Linked DNA regions of Capsicum annuum: region 2 is linked to region 1. A link is a contact called in public Hi-C data. All regions are on one chromosome and are shown on one strand. Each heading gives the region's core, a stretch centred on a gene start, on an enhancer-like site or on the middle of the called end of the contact. The rest is flanking DNA. Distances are from core to core; before and after follow the strand shown.

The links. A called contact is a pair of places that touch in the nucleus more often than the background predicts.
Region 2: a Hi-C map of leaf shows a contact between it and region 1, with 2.8 times the contacts expected there. The contact joins two enhancer-like sites. A contact is called at or near these places in 2 of 5 Hi-C or Micro-C datasets (bud and leaf).

What each region holds. Positions count from the first base shown.
Region 1 is chr6:164,670,190-164,675,628 of UCD10Xv1.1, forward strand. All of the region lies in intron 4 of LOC107873055 (E3 ubiquitin-protein ligase Topors), which reads left to right. Among protein-coding and RNA genes, the nearest start is that of LOC107873055, 5.2 kb to the left of the region's middle. Within about 2 kb of position 2,447, at least 2 of the 5 cell types and tissues checked have an H3K27ac peak or open chromatin away from gene starts, as enhancers often do. A contact at or near this core is called in leaf, where this site is marked.
Region 2 is chr6:164,879,739-164,885,177 of UCD10Xv1.1, forward strand. It overlaps the pseudogene LOC107874121. Among protein-coding and RNA genes, the nearest start is that of LOC107874939, 25 kb to the right of the region's middle. Within about 2 kb of position 2,158, at least 1 of the 5 cell types and tissues checked has an H3K27ac peak or open chromatin away from gene starts, as enhancers often do. A contact at or near this core is called in leaf, where this site is marked.

The sequences.
Region 1 (5,439 bases), core at 1,197-3,696:
TAAGTCTTTGCTTTACAATGGTATACTTCACTTATAACTTTAATACTTTATAGCATTGAGTAGAGGGGATTTAGGATTTAAACTCTATGGTTTTAACCTTTAAGATTCTTAGCATTGGACCCATCTTCTTTTTAGAACTATGAGTTTTAGACCTACTAGTTGTTACAATGATAATAAATTTTCACACATAAATTTACGTTCTGCGTCAGAAGTATTGGGTTTAGTTGAATCCGCAGCTAAATATTTGTTCTGCCCTGCCATTGGGTGTTCACTAACCAACTAATTGCATGACTATAATAGCAATGAAATTTCGTATTTTCTATTCCATTCTATACCAAGTATTAGTGTTGAACAACATGTCTCCACCATTTGTAAAAAATAATCAAAAACTAACTAACTTAATTGCTATGTTCCAATAACACGATCAATATTTTGTTGAAGAGATACTTCTCTATTCAAGGCCAAGTATCAAGACCGCAGTCAATCTTTGGAGGGAAACATCTTATCCCTAGCAGAGGGAAACATCTTATCCCTAGTAAATTGATTGGCATATAGGAAAGGGTATCACCTTTGTGCCCTCAAAAAGCAGCCTTGGAACCTCTTTGATAACTATACTTATGAAGAGTTCACATTGAGAGTAAGCAGAAATTTATCTTTTCTGCTTAATCTCATCTTTCTGAGCAGCACCCATGAGATATCTCACTTTCGCAACTAAATCTGAGAATAGGGATGACTGAAACTTCATTATGTCACAGTGATTAAAGGAAACAATTCTGAGTTTGATGTTGTTTGGAAAAAGAAACTTCTAAATTAAATCAGACTTTTTTTGAAAATGGATTAATTTCAGTTTTTTCTATAATGGTGGTTCGGAGCAGAGTATTGGCCGTTAAGAACTCCCAATCCAAATGTTGAAGGTGGTAGAGATGAGGATGTTGAGATGGATGTTCGGACTTATCTGGAGGGATAAGGTTAGAAATGAGATTATTCGAGAGAAAGTGAGAGTGGCTTCGGTGAAAGACAAGATGCGGGAAGTTCGATTGAAATGGTTTGGGAATGTGACGTGGTGCACAGATATCCCAGTATGGAGGTGTGAGAGGCTCGCTATGGATGATTTTACACGGGGTAGAATTAGGTCGAAGAAATATTGGAGGGAAGTAATTAGGCAAGACATGGAGCAGTTACAACTTACAGAGGACATGACCCTTGATAAGGTGTGGAGGACGCGGATTAGGGTAGAGGGTTAGTGGGTAGGAGTGCGTCCTTACTAGTAGGGAGGAGTGCTTTGTTTGTCGATACCCGTGGTTATAGGGTTATGCATGTGTATTGTAGTTTTTTATTCGTGGTATTTTGGTGATGTTTGTGATTTCGGATAGATAGTTCATAGTATTACTTTGTGAAGGTCTTGTTTCTTTTACTATCTATTGGTGTGTTACCCCATTTGTGGTTTGTTTTTATGTTTTCTGCTTGTTATACTGTTATTTGTCATGAGTCGAGGGTCTATTGGAAACAACCTCTCTGTGGTAGTGGTATGACTTTGTACACTTTACCTCACCAAACCCCACTTTGTGGGAATAGGCTGGCTATGTTGTTATTATAGAAATTAGTTCATGGAATCTATAGTTCACTTATTGCCGCCACAGGCAAGAGGCTTAGGATATAATCTAGTTGACTAATGGAAAGTTTTGTTTGCCGTGCTGGTGTGTAACTCGTTGCATTGAATTCATCTCCTAGACAGAAAGGGAGCTGGTTCATCAAGGTTTATCCGTCAAAACTATTTTTGCTAGAACTTTTATGGGCAAGCGCTCTAAATAAACAGTCCTTCCTGGTTAAAGACCGGCAGTCCCATATTTACCAGGGATTTATTTAGAATTTGAAATTGCTATCCTGGTTTGGAACTAACTGCCTGAGCTGCAATTGTAACAATAGTAGAACAGTGAATAGATGTTCGTTTGAGATGATATCCTCTATTTTTGATTGTTGCTTTCTATAGCTATTTTCATCAGTTAATGTTCTTTTTCCTGTCTTTTGGTTTTGGTTTCATTCTTCTTCTTTTCTCAAGTAAAAAATTTGTATGTATAAAGTTTGAGTCCTTCCTCCCCCCTCCACCCCTTCCCAAAAAAACAAAACAAAAAAAAAAGACGTTGTTGGTCATACCACATTCTTTGACCAAAATAATGTTCATTGTAGGTGCTTTGCCGAGAGCCCATTCTCTATGCAAACTTATGATACATTGGTGGAGTACACCTCCTTGGATTAATCTACTAGTACCAATCGTTAATATGTTGGCTACAATCCTGGGGTAGCAATGGATTGAGAGACGGTAAGATCGGGTTATGATCCAGCTTAGTCAGATGATCATGGATGGCTATGAGGATGTTGTTGGAATCTGAATTTTTGCTGTGAATGGAAGAGCAAGCCACCAGTTTTTCTTCTTCAACAGCCAGTTAAATGGGTCTAAGAGCCCACTATGCATGCTAGTCATGGATAAGCATGGAGTCAGTCCCTTGGTCTGTCTAGGCAGGAATAACATCTGTTCTGCAGAATTTTTTGTGTAGTCCAAGACACAGGAAAACATGAGTATTTGCGTAACGCCCCAAAAATTTGTCCCGAGACGTCACACGGTGCTTAGGACCACAAGTGATCCCAAGCTAACCCTTATACTGGCACAACTCATGAACAACTAAATAAGATAGATAAATCTGCACAAAATAAGCGGGAGATACATCTTTTTTGAATCTGATCGATACAAAACTGAATTCACATGATTACAACTCTGCTTTTACAAAGGAAACTGAAACTGAATACATTAACTCTACTAACTGTCTATGAAACCTCTATTAATACTGATTATAGATAGCTAGGACGCGACCCCAACTATCACAAATCAATATATAAGAATAAGAAAGTAAAGAACAATAGTAAACCTAACTGAAGTCCCCGAAATAGGAGGACTCATCATCTGCTGGCTGGAATTTGCAATTGCCTGGTGATTGCACATACTATAACTTGTACCTACATTATGAGATAATGTAGCAAGATGTATATGTGGATTAGTACTTTGAGGATGTACTGAGCATATGGGGGCGAAATGCAATAAGTAAAACAATATCTTATAATCATCATAATTTATAAAACAATGCATGCTAAATGTCAACGACTCACATAGCTTGAGTAAATCTGAAATCTAAAGCTCATAAATTATGAATAGTAAAGCATGTAGTATAAATCTCGTGAGTCATTACACTTAGTTCTAGAATCTGTATTCTCTTTTTTGTTCTCAAATCCTGTTAGCTAAATGAAATCTGAAACTCTTTCTGCGTAGTAAATACTTTATCTCAATACGTTAAATCAGTAAACTGTTTTAAGAGTGGGGGGACATCTTTGGGAGTTTCTTCTATCGACATAAACCATGTGAGCATTCTTCATGGAGTCCAACGTCTTACCCACGTTGGGGAGAGTTGTTCTACCCTTGCCATCGGAATAGAACCTTATCTTAAGTGATCATTATCTTAGCCCCACTATCTGCAATCATAAACCTACGGTGGCATGTAGTTCTGAGGCATGAGACCTTGGAATCATACCCAACTCGGTGCTAAATACTACTCCCATACTTATTGCTCAGGACTTTTAGAAAATCCACCTTAAAATAGCATAAGAGTTTATAATAAAAATCAATTGCTCTTCTCTTTGCTTTAAATCATGAACTATATGAATAATGTGGATTCCATATCTTAGCTTAGGATCAAAAGATCAAATTTAGCTTATCAAAGCATGCTAAAAGAATAGCTTCTTGAAATATCAAAACTAAATCTTAGGGCTTAAAGCCCATGCTTCAAACTCATGTCAAAGCATCTCAAAATTCATGCTTGGTAACATAGACATTCGTAAATCACCTTAAAATCTAAAAATTTCAGCAATGTGCATGAAAATATAAATCAAATCATAAAATTTATCTTCAAAATCCCTCAAAAGCTCATAATCTTGTAAATGGTGATAATGAGTGTGAATCCCAATTTAGAACTAATGTATAAACATTCAAAATCATGGCAAAACATCATGTTCAATATGCTTCTTGAAAATACTTTAACATCATCAAAATAATAAGATCAAGAATCTTAATATCATTCTTAAATTCATTTTTGAAAATCTGAAAAATTGCATTACGCACATAAATACATGAAAATAGTTATGCAATTCAATATTCAATCACTTGTAAACTCATAATCTTCAAACAATATAAATTAGGTATAAACCCTAACTTCAATTTCATGAAAATTCTCACAAAACTCAGTAATTTATAAGTTAAACAAATTTTGGGCACAAGAACGAAATGATTTGTCCTAGTTGAAACCCCACATACCTTAATTAACGATCTTAGATGAGAAAGCTTGAATCTTGGATTCCTATGATGCTTTGAATGTTAAAAGCTTGAACTTTTGAATCTTCAATGGTGTTCTTGAAGGTAGACTCTTGAAGCTCTTGGTCTAGAAATATCGAATCTTTAATAAATTTTGAAAAACCATGGTGAAATCTTGAGTTTTCTTGAATCTTGGGTTGAAACCCTAAGGTGTATTCTTGAGAGAATTTGAGAGAATTCGAGAGAATGAGGGTATAATTTGGTGTTTGGGGGCTGAATCTCGTGTTATTGGGGCTATTTAAGGGTGGGAAATGACCCAAATACGCCTTATGGACGTGGAGCTTGACTGCAGGAAATTACACTGGCGGGAATAGGCAGGGCGCCGCCTCGCTTATCGCCCCGACTTACTGCCTCTCACGAAAATGGCTGTAACTTTTCGCTCAGGTATCGAATTTTGGCGAAATTGGTATCGTTGGAAAGATAATTCGATTCTATACAATTTGGTGGGTCTAAATATGCCAAAATACCACATATACATCAAGTTATTCTCGTTTAAAGATAACCCTTGCAAAATCAAACACTAAAACTTGATGGATTCAAAAGCTCTTAGCTTGCATTACCTTAAGTGACTCCTATGAATACGTTTTAACACATCATAAGCTCTCTTCTCACTAGGATACTCATTGTAATTTATGTACTCAAACATGAATTACAAGATTAGAGGTTTCACACGTAGGAAGAACGATTCGTTTTCTAGTTTGGAAGTATACGGAGTATTACAATATCTCCCCCTTGAAATCATTTGTTCTCGAATGATGGGTAGAGACTTATTGAAATATCAAGGTGTGGAATAATGTGTCTTCTAACAAAGAATATGGCTGAGCTGAAACTTTAGAAATTTTATCAGGAAGCTGAATTCTAAGCTGACTTGACTTACTGATCATCAGGAACTGATTCATTGTATGAGTTTAGAACTCACTTGAGATTTCCATGATACAATCATTAATATAGAACTGCGAAGTGATAAATTATTTAGGCACGAATCATGAGACAATGGGACTAAGATTGTACAAGGGGTGCTA
Region 2 (5,439 bases), core at 908-3,407, 210 kb after region 1:
GGATCCTTAATAAATTTAAATGGAGCTTCACATTCACCTTCTCCTTTGGGGCAAGGAGAACACGTTTTCATCCTATTTTAGTTTGTATAATCTTCGGCAAGATGACTTTGTCACTCGTTGTAGCTTTCTTTTGTTGTGTATTTAGAGAATGTTTGGATTGACTTATTTTTTAGGTGTTTTTAGCTTTTAAATATTTTTATATTTTTGGAGATGTATGGTAAATACAAAACAAACTTTTAAGCATTTTATTTTAAGCTTAAAGAAAAAATTAATTTTTGGCTTTTAGCTTTTAGCTTTTAGCTTATGAGTCTCTTAAAAAGGGCTAATTCAAACACCCCCAAGTAGGGCTGGGCATAAATTACCGAAAACCAAATTACTGAACCGAACTAAAAAAATTGATAATTGATATTCGGTATACGGTATTGTATTTGGGAGTAAAATTTTAATATGTTGATATTTGGGATTGGGTTTGGTAAAAGATATTAATACAGTTTGGTATTCTGTATTTTACTGAATATCGAATTCTCTCTCTCTCTCTCTCTCTCTCTCTCTCTCTCTCTCTCTCTCTCTCTCTCTCTCTCTCTCTCTCTCTCTATATATATATATATATATATATATATATATATATATATATAAACAACTCAATAGTATTAGTCAATCCCAAATAATCTCCTGGATCTTGGTTATATATTCGTAAAAAGTAACAAAAGGAATACTAAATAGAGTTTATATTAGATATACTCTTTGAAGTTTAGATGTACATGTGGACATTTTCAACTTTAATATGGTACTACCAAAAATCGTACCGAACCGAAGTTTAATTTACCGATTACTGAATTATCGAACCGATGTTTATAAGTATGGTATGTGGTATCTACTTTCAAATATCGATTAACGAACCCAAAATTTGAAAATGCCAAACTGAATGCCGAACGCCCACCCCTGCCCCAAGTATGTAATGTTTTGTAGTGCAAGGAGTGAGATCCCTATGAAAAGTTTTTAGGGGAAAGGATACAAATGTCAGCTCGCCCAAATATTTCCACTGATATAGCCATTGATTTGGCAATTCCAATAGATAGCCATTTAGGTTTTTCTGTTGCTACTACCCCTTTTTTTTAGTCTTTTCTTTATTTATTATTTAATTTTTAATGTCAATTATTTTACATGTTACGTTCTCTTTCTTCGTACTTTTTTTTTTGCTTGATTTTCACTATTTTATTCTTTTAATGTTGTTAATTTATTTTATTTTTTTGAAAAAAGTCCACTCTGTCCACCCATTTATTTTTTCAGATGCGATCACGAAAATAAAAACATGAAATACAAGTCCACCCATAATTATTCTATCTCTTTTCATATGAGTTAACACTATAGTGACACTTTGACTTTTTTTTTTTTGCTATCTCTCGCTTTTTAATCAAAAAAATTAAGGAATGTTTGGACAGTAAAGGTACAGGGTTTAATAAATTTTGTATATGCTTGTACAAATTTTCACAAAAATTTAGGTGAAGTTAACAAATTCATGAATAACGAATTACTATACATGCTTGCACAGATTTTCTCTGTAAAAGATGTATTTATATGGTATATATATTGTATCAACGTGATATAAAAGTGTATCAATCTAGTATAAAAGTGTATCAATGCAGTATCAAAGTATATTAATGTAGTATAAAAGTGTATCAATGTAGTATAAAAGTGTATTAATATGGTATAAAAGAGTACCAATTGGGTATAGGGATTGCATGTGCTTCAATAGAATTTCCTTTCTCTTTTTTAAAAAGCGTATCAATATAATATAAAAGTGTATCAATTTGGTATAAAAGTGTATCAATTGAGTGTAGAAACTGCATGTGCCCAATTGGGCCAAATGGCTAAAAAAGGAATTAAATTTAGCCGATAAGTTACATTTGTCCATCTTTTCAAATTGTGTCCATTTTTTGTAAAAATAGCCACCCCATGTCCTTTTCCCAAATTTTAACCTATTCAAAAAAATCAGCCTACGGATGCGATATTTATTTGATTAGATGGACTATGGCTAGATATGTTGGGAAGACAGGAAAAGTTGAATAGTTGGTTGATCTTTTAGGTTCTCAGTAGGTAATCTAGATTGATTGTAATAATTTTGCGGTGGTCTCCAGCATCTCCTTAATGCTGAGGAATAGACATTACCAGTTTAAGAAAAAGACTGAAAAGTTTTGTTACTTCTCGTTTGGCAAATAGCAGTTCAGCGGGTATGAGAAGATAGAAAAAAGACCATGGACTTTTTAAGTGAAGAAAAAAGACCATGGACTTTTAAGTGAAACTTAGTGGCGGTATAAGGTGATATAACTCTAGTTTGCATTTTCTTCTCAGGAAAATTAGGAGTGAAAAGGTTGTAGAAGATCAGGACAAATCCCTGCTTACTACAATAAGTTCCAATTCCTCAACATTGAGATTCTCCTTTCTGTGTCTTTTGAATATGTTAGATCAAATTGTTAAGAGTAACTTCGTTTTGGCAATTTGATGAATGTGTGAAAACTCCATGAATGCCAAAGGTCTTCAACTTAGTCATTTTGATCCACCTCAAACGATATTCATTGAAAACATTGCTTCTAAAGTTGCTGAGTATTCACACTACTGATGGTTTTGCCTTGGAATGAACAATCCTTTCTTTGATTTTCAATTTTAAATCCTTCACACGTGTCCTTGCAGATGAACGCAAGGATCAGAAAACTTTGGAAAGGCTTCGAGCTGAAAGGCAAGCAAAGATTGATGAACTCAAAGAGAAGACAAATTACTATACAACGCATCAGCTCATTCAGGTGAGATAGCAAAATGCAAGCTTCAGGGTTTCTGCTGAGCTCTTCACAGATGATTTTCCATTCAATTGCATTAGGCAGCTCATTCAGCTGATGGCAATACACGTGTTTTTGGGCTTTATGATAAGCTCTTTACGTATAAGTTAACCATGTAGGTGCATTAGGGAAGACATGCTTACTACTGTTTATCACTCTCCAGTCTTTGTCGCCGCTATAAAGCACGTCTTTGTTCAATGTTGGTATGAGATGCACGTATTTCATTTTTCAATCCTTTATCCAGAGGTATGAGCCTCTGACCTTTCAGCCGCAGCCTCTGTGCTTGCGTGCAAGCTTGCTGCAAATACTGGCTTAAAAGTTTATTTGGGAGATGAGTCTAAGCTTAATGCCCCTATTGGAAAGAGCAATGATGTAGAAATTGTGCAGTCCACTGGACTGAGAAATAGAAAGCAAGCCAGATCTGGTAGCGCAGACAGTATTGTATTGGATCATTCCAAAGGAGAAATGCTTCGTGTGGTACAACTTGAAGGCTCTAGTATGAACCAACATCAGCAAATGATTATCGAGCATTACAATCCTACAGGTTTGAGCACACAAGACGAGGGATGGCTTGGACGAATTGCAGCATTTCTTGTTGGAGAGGATCCAACCCAATCTTATGTTGTTATCTGCGGCAGTTGCCATACGCATAATGATAAGACTTGAGGATAATTAGCAGCATTGGATTTACCTTAATAAATTAGTGAATAACTAAACATCACTATGAGAGAACAGAAAAATAAAATTAATTTATTGAACTTATTCTATTGTTTGCAGGCCTTACTAGGAAAGAAGAATTTGCTCATGCTTCATGGCCTACACGTCAAACTAGACAAGCATTTACAGACAGCAGTTCTGGTTAGAACTATTAACCACAAAAGGATCATATTTGGGGGTCCGTATTCTAATTGCAAAGACGCAGGGAATGAACGAGGTCAATACAAGAAAAACAGAACGCCTGATTCATCTACCTAGTCGTGTGCTGGTACACGACTTGCAATCTTCATTCAAATCAATTGGGAAGAATAAATTTCCCCATCAAGGCGTGTGGCTTCTTACGACTTAAATCAAAATATTTTGACTCAATCGTGTGGAGCTGCATGCCTTAGTAAAGAAAATTTAAAAAAAAAAAGTTGTCTAACGGCTGCTGTTAAACGGAAGAACTAAATCGTGGATCGCCCCATGCTTTTACCCATTTGTTCTCTTTCAGAAATAAGCTTCCTTTTGGAATTTTTGTTTAAAAAAGTTATCATTTTGGCTCCGGACTCACAAAACATTGCCTTGCTTGACATCTGTCAATCAACTATTTTCTTTACAAGAAAGTCCCAGATCGAAACAAGGAGACCAAGGTATTCATCATTCGTAATAAGGGAACAAACAAGACTGGCGTAAAGATAGCCCGAGAAGGACATAGAAGGAATTATAAGGACAATAATGTCCAAGATGTTGGCATAATTCCCAATGATATCTAATGTGGAAGGCGGTTTTTGTTACTTGCTATTCAGAAACACCCGTATGGTAATTTTATGAACAGAGAAAGACATAACTACTGTGTGGTAGAAGTGAATGGAAGGACCAAGATGACTAAAACAAAAGCATCATAACAAGGACTAGCACCAAAATTGGGATCTGCATTTATGATCATTGAGCAATAGAAAAATTTGATCACTCAATATTTTCTCTCAACTTGATGTGTGGGACTAACCTAGGTGGCCTGTACTCCTGCTAACACTAGAAGAGGTACAACTCTGTTGAACACCAGAATGAGAAACAGGATCACCTTTTGAGAACATTGAACCAACTGGACCATTTGCAGTGCTCATAGAAGATACTAGGGTAGAAAAGACTTCCTTGCTGGATCCAGAAACAAGTTCATCTAAAGTCTGAGGAAGAGGAAGATGGAGCCAAAGTACCAACAGGGTAAGGAGCAACGGGCATATCACCAAGAGAAGATGCCGAGGGACTGTAACTTTTTCCCAGTGGATGGTCAAACTTGCAAGAAGGTGCAAATTTGCATATTCCAATTAGTGAGTAGTGAGAGCAAATTGGTGCACCCTAAGAACAATAGAAAGAACCGAAAAAAATGATCTTCCAGTTTGAGCACAGTTATTATTAAAGCACAAAATTCACTCTATTAAAAATCACTATGCCTCGGTAAGAAACAACTATTTAGAATAGAGAAGGAAATCAAAAGATGAATCAATTGCTGGACCATGTAGTTAACGTAGAAACTAGTCAAACTTACAGTAAAGTTAGATGGCTATTTGTCATGCTTCTAGAATTCTTGCAAAACTTTCATGTATGAGTATATACTGTTCACTACTGTCACAATGCTAGTTATGATTTACAGTACTATATGAAGACGGGGATGTGTAAACTTCCCGCTTCCAGCAAATATCACCATCCAAGACAGGGAGAGGGATCTCCAAGCCTAGTGATACATAATATTCATGGTTACCCGTTGCGACCGGTCTGCCTTCTTTTCTCCATTCGTTTGCGTTTTCATTCCTTTTCCTCTCTAAAAAGTTTTACCATTAAATTATTTTTCCGATTTGACTCATTTGTGTTCGTTTTACAGAATGAAAGAAAATGTTCGTACTATATA